2 separate regions of the Callithrix jacchus genome follow, and region 2 is linked to region 1. Evidence: chromatin contacts called from public Hi-C data. All regions are on one chromosome and are shown on one strand. Each heading gives the region's core, a stretch centred on a gene start, on an enhancer-like site or on the middle of the called end of the contact. The rest is flanking DNA. Distances are from core to core; before and after follow the strand shown. Region 1 overlaps SSC5D (scavenger receptor cysteine rich family member with 5 domains). Region 2 holds the start of ZNF784 (zinc finger protein 784).

Region 1 (5,774 bases), core at 2,336-4,835:
AGAGGCCAGGGATGGAGTGAAATATTTCATAGTGCACAGGACACATTCCCATAACAACGAACCACCCAGCCCTAAATGACAATATTCCTGAGGTTGAGAAACCCCAACCTATGTGGCATAAGTCACTGTGACAGATAGGAAAATTATAGGAAACCCTCGATGAGAAAGAGGAAAAGATACAAACGGGCGATTCACAGAACAGGAAACCCAAATGGCTGGGTGTGTTTAGAAACGCTCACACTCATTGGGAACCAGAGAATAGAAATCCAAACAAGCATGGAAGAGAATTAGAAAGGTGGGTATGATCGCCCAAGGTGCCCCCACAGCACCAGCAGAAGCCTCTTCCACTGGGCAGACAGGCCCCCAGAGTGCGCTTTGGGAGCTGTAATCCCAGCATTTTGGGAAGCCAAGGTGGGCAGATCACTTGAGCCCAGGAGTTTGAGACCAGCCTGGGCACCATGATGAAACCCCGTCTCTACCAAAAAATACAAAAATCAGCTGGGTGTGGTGGCGCACACCTGTAGCACCAGCTGTTGGAGAGGCAAAGGTGGGGGATTGCTTTAGCCCAGGAGGTGGAGGTTGCAGTGAATTGCAATCACACCCCCTGCACTCCAGCCTGGGTGACAGAGCCAGACCCTGTCTAAAAAAAAAAAAAGGAATTCCACACAATGGAATTCTGTGCGGCAGCTAAAACCATGAGTAGACGTATACACAGCAATATAGATAGGTATTAACAACGTAATACTGAAGGAAAAAGTCAGAAAGAGAACAATATTTCCAGCTGAATGCCATCTGCAAAAGTTAAAAGCATAAACACAAAAATACATAGACACAGTTAAAAGACACGCTATATGGAAGCCAGACATGATGGCATGTGTCTGTAATCCCAGCTACTCAGGAAGCTAAGGTGGGAGGATCCTTTGAGCCCAGGAGTCTGAGTCCAGCTCTGGTGACATAACAAGACCCTGTCTCTAAATAAAACAAAAACGAAAGGAACGTGCTGTGCTTTATAAGGACACACACGTGTTTAAGGCCGAGTGTCAAACACAGCAGCGGAGGGGCCTGTAGGAGAGGGTGCTGAGGATAGAGGCTGGGGATAAGGAGGCTCGAAATAAAAGTCAGACAAGAGGGACACTGCAGGGACTGCTGGTTACAGGGCACTGAGGGGTACGATGAATGCAGTTATCTGCACCTTGGGTCTGAAAAATTAACAACCATTACCATTCTAGGTATCTGAGCACCTATAATATCTACCTAAGTGGAGAGTCTTGAGATAATAACAAAAAACATGTAACATTTATTAAACAAAATACACCATGTTAGGCACTATTCTAAGCAATATATATATATATAGAGAGAGACTATATATAAATATATATATATAATGTCTACATGAGCTTGGCCAGGCATGATGGCTCAGGCCTGTAATCCCAGCACTTTGGGAGGCGAAGGCAGGCAGATCACTTCAGGTCAGGAGTCTGAGACCAGCCTGGCCAACATAGTGAAACCCCCGTCCCTACTGCTGCTCTACTAATAATAATAAAATTAGCTGGGCGTGATGTTGGGCGCCTGTAATCCCAGCTACTCGGGAGACTGAGGCAGGAGAATTGCTTGAACCTGGAGGCAGAGGTTGCAGTGAGCCGAGATCACAACACTGCACTCCAGCCTTGGCAACAGACGGAGACTCTGTCTCAAAAAGAAAAAAAAAAGGAGAGAGAGAGAGATCTACATGAGACTGTCTCAAAGAAAGAGAGAAAGAGAGGAAGGAAGGAAGGAAGGGAGGGAGGGAGGGAGGGAAAAAGAACAAAAGGAAGGAAGGATGGAAGAAATTTACCTGAGCTCCATGATGTAGACCTATAATTTTGCCCATTTCTCAAATGAGTGAAATTGAGGCACAGGTATCAATGACTCTGACAACATCAGTAATTATGAGAGTGCTTATTCCATGCTAGTCATTAAGCTAAGTGCTTTGCACAACCATGATCTCCCTGAGTCCTTTTGACAACTCTGCAAGGGAGATACGTTGGTCATCTATAATCTACAGGTGGGGAAGAAACTGAGATCTGATCAGTGAAGTGATTTGCCAGTCACCCAGCTAGGAAGCCAGGCAGCTGCGGTCTAGACTGGGACAGCCGGCTTTGAGCACAAGCGCTTTATCTAACCACTTCTCCAGTCCTGCAAACAAAGGACAGTGTGGGGAAGGAATGCCCTCAAAGACCCTGCAGGAACCGTGGAAATATGCAGATCTGCGGGGTTCAATACGGTAGCTGTGAACACAGGGGACTGTTTACATTTAAATGAATCAACACTTTCTAAATGAAACATTCAGTTCCTCATTCACACTGGCCGCATTTCAAGGGCACAGTAGCCACATGTGGCCAGTGGCTACTGTATTGGCACTGTGGATCATAGCACATTCCCTCACCGAGGATGTGGTATTTAACTGCCTAGACTCTATGTGCAAACAACTTGGGTTCAAGTCTTATCCCTGCAACTTGCAAGCTGTGTCTGTGTGACCTTGGGCAAGTCATGTGGCCTCTCGCTCTCATTTCCTCCATCTGTAAAATGGGGATACAACTGGCACTCACTTAGAAGCCAGTCCCAGAAGAGGATGAGGCTCCTCCTGCTACTCAGGCCCAAAACTTGAGGGGGTGCCAAAAACAGCAAAATCAAGATACATAATATCATAATACAGTATTTTTAAAAATAAAAATTAATGGAAAAAACCACCCATGATGAGCTGAAGACAGGATCCTATCCACCTCACTGGGCTCACCCTAATCCCGGCCCTGTTGGGTCCCGTCTTTGGTTAAAATGTTATCTTTGGTTAGCTGTGGATCTTTTGCATTAATTTTTATTGTTTAAAAATATTGCATGAAAACGCTTGAACACAGGAGTTCAAGATCACAGTGAAGTATGATCTTGCCACCGCTCTACTCCAGCCTGGGCGATACGGCCAGACTTTAACTTAAAAAATAAAAAATTCCATAAAGATATTTATCTTGATTACTAAAATTACCCTTCGGAGCCCTGTTGGGTCTCCCTGCCTCCCCCGGCTCCCCACATCCCCCAGACCCCGCTGTCTGCGAATCCTCCCGTACGCTGCACACTTCTGAGCACTCCTGCTTCCTCCCGGGTCCCAGCATCCCTGCATCCCTCCCTCACCTCACCCTCCTGCACCCTCTCCTGCAACCTGCGTACCCCTCCACATTCCCTCGTCCGGAGCATCCGAGCATCCTCCAGCAGAGGAGGACGCCAGGTGGCGCCTGGAGACATCGGAGGAAGCCGGGAGGAGGGGCCGCAGGGCCGGGTAAAATCTGCCGGTGACCCTTGACGTCTCGAGGCTCTGCGGCTTTCCATTGGTCGGCTGCTCGAGGGGCGGGGAGAGGCGCGGGGTGGGCGGAGCCGGCTGACCTCAGACCGCCTGTCTGTTTTCCCTTCTCCTCCTCCTCCAGGTTCCCCAAGGAAACCGTGGCCGGAGCGCAGGCCGCCGCGGCCCACTGCTATCAGGACAGCGCCCCCCACCCCGTCCACAGGTCCCTCCGCCTCTCCGGGACCCCCAGGCCCAGCGCTGACCTCTGACTCCAGTGTAGAGCTCACTCCCCGCTCAGCCTTAACGCCCGAGGCGACCTCTGACCCTGCGGACACTTCACCCACCTCAGACCCGGCCTCCCGGACCAACCCCGACCTTAGCTTGACAAGCCCCGACTTTGCTTTGTCCACCCCTGACTCCAGTGTGGCTCCACCGCTGACCCCGGAGCTGTCACCCACGCCCCCACCCACCTTGCTCAAAGAGTTCACCGCTGACCCTTCTACACCACTGGAGGTGACCAGCCTTTCCCCTACCTCAGAGCGGACCCCAGAATCGGACACAACTTCAGACTTGGACACAACTCCATACCCCAGTACAGTCTCAGAATATTCCAGATCCCCAGACCCCTCCCCAAGCCCTCACTCCACTATTACCCCTGATCCCACCGGGACCCATGACCCCACCATGACCCCTCACCCTACCTTGACCTCTCACCCTACCATAACCCCTCACTTCCCCACCACCACTCATCCCACCACAACCCCTCAACCCACCACCATCATTCACTCCACCATGATTCCTGACCCCACGACAACCCAACCCTTCACTACCATGCAGCCCACCACAACCCCTCAACCCGCCACCACCACTCACTCCACCACGACTCCTGACCCCACCACGACTCCTGACCCCACCACAACCCCTCACCCCACCACCACCATGCAGCCCACCACAACCCCTCACCCCACCACCACCATGCAGCCCACCACAACCCCTCACCCCACTACCACTCCTGACCCCTCCTCAACCCCTGTCATCACTACTAAGTCCCTTCCAACCTCCGTTGGGACAGAACTCTCCTCTCCCACTCCAGCACCAACAGTCAGGCCCAGTCTGCATCCCGAGTTGACCTTCACAGCAGTTGCTCCTCACCCCTCCACATTCCAAATGCCCACTGTAGAGCCCTCTCCAACCTTGGAGTCCAGCTCCTCCAGGTCCTCCACAGCCACAAGCATAGACCCACTGTCTACTGAGGACTTCAAGTCATCCAGAAGCCAGAGCCCCAGCCTAACCTCTCCACCTACCCATGCCCCACACTCAGCCTCTGACCTCACTGTGCCCCCTGACACCCACTTCTCCCCCATAGCCCACCCCTTGGATCAACCTCCTTTAGACCACCTCACCCTAGGGCCAACCCCTGGTCAGAGCCCGGGCCCCCATGGTCCATGTGTGGCCCCAACACCACCTGTAAGGGTCATGGCTTGTGAGCCACCTGCCCTGGTGGAACTGGTGGCCGCCGTGAGGGACGTGGGTGGTCAGCTGCAGAGGCTGACCCAGGTTGTGGAACAGGACCGGCAGGAGCACCAAGCCCTGCTGCGGGGGCTGACCCAGCTGGTAGAGGCTGCCCAGGGTCTGGGGCAACTGGGTGAGGCCATAAAGAGACTGGTGACCTGGCCCCCCACCATGCCTGCACCAACCACCACTACCCCAGAGGAAGAGGAAAGGCCTCTGAGGGGAGATGTGTGACCCTCTCCAGGATTTGAGGGGTTTAAGACACTCCTGACAGAAAAAGAAAAAGAAAACCAAAATATCTAATTAAAAACAAGGTGTGAATGGTGTTTTTGGGGAATCCTAGAGAGAGAGAATCACAAGCTGGATCTTGGTATGTGAATAGCCCAGGAGCCATGCAAGGTGGTGTTGGCGATGGTGATGATTATGATGGTGATGATCCTGATGGTGATGATGATAGGATGATGATCATCATGGTGATGATAATGGTAAGACGGTGGTGGTGGTGGTGACAGTGATGATGATGAAGAGGAGGAAATAATGGTGATGATCATGAGGGGATGGTCATGGTGATGAGGCAATGATCTTGATGATGGTGGTGGTGGTGATGGTGGGTATGCTGCTGCTGCTGCTGATGGTGGTGATGGTGATGGTGGGTATGCTGCTGCTGCTGGTGGTGGTGGTGGTGGTGATGGTGGGTATGCTGCTGCTGCTGGTGGTGGTGGTGGTGATGGTGGGTATGCTGCTGCTGATGGTGGTGGTGATGGTGGGTATGCTGCTGCTGCTGATGGTGGTGATGATGATGGTGGTTATACTGATGGTGGTGGTGATGGTGATGGTGGGTATGCTGCTGCTGCTGGTGGTGGTGGTGGTGATGGTGGGTATGCTGCTGCTGATGGTGGTGGTGATGGTGATGGTGGGTATGCTGCTGCTGCTGGTGGTGGTGGTGGTG
Region 2 (5,985 bases), core at 1,240-3,739, 100 kb after region 1:
CAGTGGTAGGGCCGCTCGCCCGTGTGCACGCGCTCGTGGTCTCGCATGTCTGAGGAGCGGCGGAACGGCTTGGCGCAGAACCTACAGGCGAAAGGCTTCCCCACTGCCGCGCCGGCCGCCGCCGCCGCCATCACCACCTCCGCCCTTTCCGGGGCCACCCCGGGCCTCTGTTCTGCCGTGGCCACCGCGTCTGGAGGCCTCCGGGAGGTGCCCGGCTCCACCCCATGCCGGTGCTGGTGCCGGAGCAGGGGTGCCAAGGCCTTGAAGGCCCGTGGGCACAGCGCGCAACGGTAGGGCCGCTCCCCAGTGTGCAGGCTGTAGTGCGCGCGCAGGCTGGCGGGGCCCGGGCAGCTGTGGCCACACACGTGGCACCGGCTTGGGTCCCCACCCTGCCCGCTTCCCTCGGCCCCAGCCAGGTGGCCATGTTCGTGGAACAGCAGCTCGGAAACCAGCCGGAAGGCAGCAGGGCACAAGGCACAGTGAAAAGAACCTGGCTCCGGGGGCTCGGGGACCAGTGTGGTGTCTGTCACCTTCACCACCTGGATCTCGATGAGGTCACTCGGGGGTGTGCCAGGGCGGCCGTCATCAGGCACCAGGACCTGGGCAAGGGGAGAAAAAAGAAAAGCCTGTGGACCCTGCCTCAAGACCTCCCCAGTACATCCCAATTATTAAACCTTAGGCTTCTTTGTTATTTTGAGACAGGGTCTCACTCTGTTGCGATCATGGCCTTTGCAGCCTTGAGCTCCTGGGCTGAAGCGATCCTCCCGCTTCAGCTCCCTGAGTAGCTGGGACTACCTGCACCACCACCCCAGCTAATTAAAAAAAAATTATTTCTGCCCCAGAGTGGTGGCTCAGGCCTGTTAATCCCAGCACTTTGGAAGGCCAAGGCAGGTGGATCACTTGAGGTCAGGAGTTTGAAACCAGCCTGGCCAACATGACGAAACTCTGTCTCTACTAAATATGCAAAACTTAGCCAGGTGTTGTAGTGGGCACCTGTAATCCCAGCTACTCAGGGACTGAGACAGGAAAATCACTTGAACCCGTGGGGGTGGAGGTAGCAGTGAGATGAGATGGCACCACTGCACTCCAGCCCAGGCCACAGAACAAGACACCATCTCAAAAACAACAACAAAAGATTTAGTGTTTGTTTGTTTTAAAGTAGAGGGTGTCCCACTATGTTGCCCAGGCTGGTCTCCAACTACTGAGCTCAAGAGATCCTTCTGCCAGTGTTGGGATTGCAGGCGTGAGCCACCGCACCGGGCCCATCCTCCAGGATTCTGCTGTGGTCTTATCAACATTTCCTCTCCTGTCCCCAATAAATCATAGATCCCACCTTTTTTCATCCACCCTAGTTAAAGCCCCATCACCTGGCACCTCCACAATTGAAAAACAGAAGGGGATCTCTTTTCCTGCTTCCGCTGCCTTCTAACCCACCTCCCTAGAATAGCCTGCAGGTCTTTTGAAAATGTAAATCAGATCAAGTCATTTTTCGTACTCAAAACACTCCCATGGCTCCAAATGTACTTATCCTAAATCGTCACTATAATATCTGTGGCGATGTAGCTCCACTTATCTCTCTGACCCCAGCTTAAACATAAGCCGGCAGCCAGCTGACTTCCCTCATCTAAATTTAGCTCCCCACCCCCACTCTACTGGCTCCATTTTTATTTCCTTTATAGAACATATCACCATAACTCTCATTTACTGTCTCTCTCCCCTCAGGAGACTGCAAGCTCCAAGGGAACACAGCCCTCGTCTGTCTTGGTCACTTCTCTATTTACAGAGCCCAAGTAGGAGCTAGGTAAATGTTTGTTGAATGAATGAATATCCTCTGTTGCTCTCTAATTCTGAGAGGAATTAGGGGGAACGTGGAGGAAGTTCCAAAGTCACCTAGACCACCCACTTCTACCCGCAATTCCTCCCTTGGGCATTCGAAAAGCATCACTTAGACCCTTGCAGAATTATCCCCTACCCCAACATAGATATTCCAATAGATCATAATCCCCCACACCTTTCAGGGTCACCTTTCCAACCAACCGTAGAATTGGCCACATAATTTACGACGCCCCGCCCTTCAAAAGGCTCCACCCTAGTTATGCAAATTGCCCCTGGTAAGCCCCGTTCCCTGAACCCATACCCGCCCGACGGACAACACCGTCCTCAGACTCCGCTCCATTCAGGCCCCGCCCAGTCTTATAGGCCCCTCCCCACTCCCCGCCCACTGTCTCATAGGCTCCTCCCCTGTCCCACCCCTCGCGTAACCCCAAGAAGCCCCACCCCCAGCGCCATAGCACTAAATACCTCCCCCGCCCATCCCTCATAGGCCCCGCCCCGGCCCCGCCCCCTACACTACGACCCCCTCCCACCTCGAGCCCCAGGCCCAGGCCCCTTCCTCGCCCGCACCAGGTCCGGTGGCTCCTGGGATCGCGACTCCGGGGTCGGTGAGCTCGGACTCTGGGGCTCCGGGCGCGCAGCGGCCATCTTGTGCCCAAGCCCCGCCCCCGAGGCCAGTGTTCGCTCTGGAAGAGGGTGGGGCTCTAACTGGCGTAAGAGCTACTGCGCAGGCGCACTGTGGGGCGGTGAGGGGGCGTGGCACAGCAGGGGGCGTGGCGTGGCGTGGCGTGGCGAGGTGTGGCGTGGCGTGGCGGCTGTGCCCGGGAGAAAGTGAGTTGTTCCCTATCTAGTTACCTGTTGGTCCCTCCTAGGGGACGCTCTGTATGGCGCTGGGATGCCTGTAACACCCTGGAAACAAATCCAAACGTTCCTTAACCAACGTAGGCCGACTCGAGGCTCCAGCAGTCAGGGGAACCTCAGCAGAACCGAAGAAGCTTTGCTGTTTCCACAGTAAACGTTTTTGTGGTTACCTCTGCACTGCTCATGATAACGTAATGACGCCAAGTTTATGAATGTGAGGATTTTTAAAATGTCCCTCTAGGCCGGGTGCGGTGGCTGCTGCCTGCTACTCGGGAGGCTGAGATGGGAGGATCGCGTGAGGACAGGAGGTCGAGGCTGTAGTGAGCATGATCTCGCCACTGCATCCAGCCTGAGCGACAGAGACTCTGTCCAAAAAAAAAAAGGGCAGTGTAGAGAAAAATACTCAGTAAACAGCAACACGGGTAGTCCTGGGAGGGCGCAAAAACCGGCAAGCTGACGTTATGTTAGGGAGGAAGGAGCTCAAAGACGCAGGGTTTTCGGCAGCACCAAGGACAGGGCTCTTCTGAGCTGCCCAGTTTGGTCATTCCCGGCTGGGTCACCTTAGATAAGTCACCCCACTTCTCTGGACCATTTCTCTTTCTTTTGTTTCTTTTGTATACAGTTGTAGAAGCATTGTGACAACCCACTGAGAAGAGATATGGGAGAGTTTGGAAACGTCTTTTTTTTTTTTTTTTTTGAGACGGAGTTTCACTCTTGTTACCCAGGCTGGAGTGCAATGGCGCGATCTCGGCTCACCGCAACCTCCGCCTCCTGGGTTCAGGCAATTCTTCTGCCTCAGCCTCCTGAGTAGCTGGGATTACAGGCACGCTCCACCATGCCCAGCTAATTTTTTGTATCTTTAGTCGAGACGGGGTTTCACCATGTTGACCAGGATGGTCTCGATCTCTTGACCTCGTGATCCACCCCCCTCGGCCTCCCAAAGTGCTGGAATCACAGGCATGAGCCACCGCGCCTGGCCCGGAAACGTCTTTAAATTGTTTTCTTGAAAGGGCAGGATAGGAGATATTTAAACATCATCCTAATTGTGATCTTTTCATTCATAAATATATGTGAAAATTATATTTTATGATATATTGGTATAAAATAAAATAAACACCACTTAGGCTAAATTATCTCCTCCTCCTCTTCCTTCTTCTTTCTTCTTCTTTTATAGAGATGGGGGTCTTGCTGTTTTGCCCAGGCTGGTCTTGAACTCCTTGCCTTAAGCGATCCTTCTGCTTTGGTTTTCCAAAGCTATATTCTTCTTTCTTTTCTTTCGATTTTAAAATAAATTTTTAAATTTTTTTGGTTACTACGAGTATCATGGGCCGAGGCACTGTATTTGCTACTGTGTTTAATGCACAAGTCAGCCCTTTTTGCCCATTTCCTAATTTGAAAAATGAGGATGATAATAAAACCCACTTCACATAGTTGCTATGATGACTAAAGAAACCATTCCATGTAAAGTATTTTGGACAATGTGCGGCACACAGGTGCTATGAGTCAGCTGTAATCATTATTACCAATGGACACTCCCACTAGCAGTTAATGGGGACCTCTGTTGCTTAACAGAAGTATCGGTATCTGAGAGTCAAACTGTAACATGTTTGCTAATCTCTTGGGTATGAAATCTCTTCTTTCCTTTCCTTTTCTTCTCTTTCTTCTCCTTCCTTCCTTCCTTTTCTCTCTTTCTTTCTTTCAGCTGGACTGTGGTAGCGTGATCTCAGCTCACTGCAACCCCTGCTTCCCAGGTCCAAGTGAATCTCCTGCCTCAGCTTCCCAAGTAGCTGGTACTACAGGCATAACACGTCATTACATTATCACTCGTGGTGCCGAGGTAACCACAAAAACCTTTACTGTGGGAACAAAGCAAGGCTTCTTGAGCTCTGCCAAGGTTCCGCTGACTGCTAGAGCCTCAGGTTGGCCTGCGTTGGTTTAGAAGGAACGTCTGGATTTGTTCCCAGGCTGTTACAGCCCACCTAATTTTTGTAATTTTTTAGTAGAGATGGAATTTCACTATATGTTGGCCAGGCAGTTCTCGAACTCCTAACCTCAGTTGATCCTCCCACCTCGGCCTCCCAAAAGTGGCTGGGATTACCGGCACAAGCCACTGTGGCTGGCCTATTTCTTATTGAGAGTGTCTTCGTTAAATGAGATCATTCATAGCACACAGAACTCATCCCCCAGTCTCCCTTTTTTTAGAGGTGGAAGTGAGTCATCTCTGCGTCCCTACAGAGAAGGCACGTATATGCCTGAGTGAATGTTTGCTAAATGAATGACTGAGAGATTGAATTAATGTACCAGAGCTTAAGGCTGCTAAATATTTTTGTTCCCTTTTTTTTCCTCCCACCCCCACTAAAGCTATTACATAGTCACAGAAGAGAGCAGTGTTTAGTGGAATTCACATAAGCTTTCAAATCAGGCAAACCTGGGTCCAGATCCATGTATCCGCTTGCCGCACAACTCTGGGCAAGCGATGTCCCCTCTACGTGTCTAGTTGACATCTACAAAGTGGGCACCATAATGCCGTTTGGCAGGGTTGTAGTTAGAGAATGCCAAAGGACTATGACATGCCTGGAGTCAACTGGCGCTCCATAAATGTGGGTTCTGGCTGGGTGCAGTGTTAATACAAAAATTAACAGCCCCGTTGCTGTGCCCCTGTAGTCCCAGCTACCTGGGGAGCTGAGGCAGGAGGAGTGCTTGAGCTTGGGAAGTTGAGGCTACAGTGAGCTGAGATCACGCCACTGCACTCTGGCCTGGATGACAAAGTGAGAGAACCTGTCTCAAAAAATAAACATAAAGCATTTTTGTATTTTATAAAAACGTAAAATAAAATATTGACAGAGAGACCCTGTCAATAAAAATAAATAAACATAACAAAATTAATAAATATAAACTTTAAAAACAAATGTGGGTTTCTTGCCTTTTCACCTGTTGCCTGGCTTCTGAGTCCCTCGGTGCCAGCATGACACTAACAGACTATTGTATGACTTGAGGCCAGAAGTCCCGACACATGGAGCCATTAGAAAATGGCTGCCGAGCCCGGCGGCTCAAGCCTGTAATCCCAGCACTTTGGGAGGCTGAGGTGGGCAGATCACAAGGTCAGGAGTTCAAGACCAGCCTGGCCGACACGGTGAAAACCCCGTCTCTACTAAAAGTACAAAAAAAATTGAGACGGGCGTGGTGGCAGGGCCTGTAATCCCAGCTACTCGGGACGCTGAGGCAGGAGAAATGCTTGAACCGGGAGGTGGAGGCTGCTGTGAGCCAAGATCACACCACTGCACTACAGCC

Evidence for each region. A called contact is a pair of places that touch in the nucleus more often than the background predicts.
Region 2: a contact with region 1 is called in a Hi-C map of induced pluripotent stem cells, with 2.6 times the contacts expected there. The contact joins the promoter of ZNF784 here to the enhancer-like site in region 1. A contact is called at or near these places in 3 of 3 Hi-C or Micro-C datasets (induced pluripotent stem cells and skeletal muscle).

What each region holds. Positions count from the first base shown.
Region 1 is chr22:48,384,711-48,390,484 of calJac240_pri, forward strand. SSC5D (scavenger receptor cysteine rich family member with 5 domains) reads left to right here. Exons shown (of 12, transcript XM_054249524.2): 12 at 3,456-5,135. The coding sequence ends at 5,059. Among named protein-coding and RNA genes, the nearest start is that of SBK2, 17 kb to the right of the region's middle. Within about 2 kb of position 3,586, at least 14 of the 16 cell types and tissues checked have an H3K27ac peak or open chromatin away from gene starts, as enhancers often do. A contact at or near this core is called in skeletal muscle, where this site is marked.
Region 2 is chr22:48,487,705-48,493,689 of calJac240_pri, forward strand. ZNF784 (zinc finger protein 784) reads right to left here and starts at 2,490. Exons shown (of 2, transcript XM_002762514.6): 1 at 2,404-2,490; 2 at 1-599. The coding sequence starts at 2,481.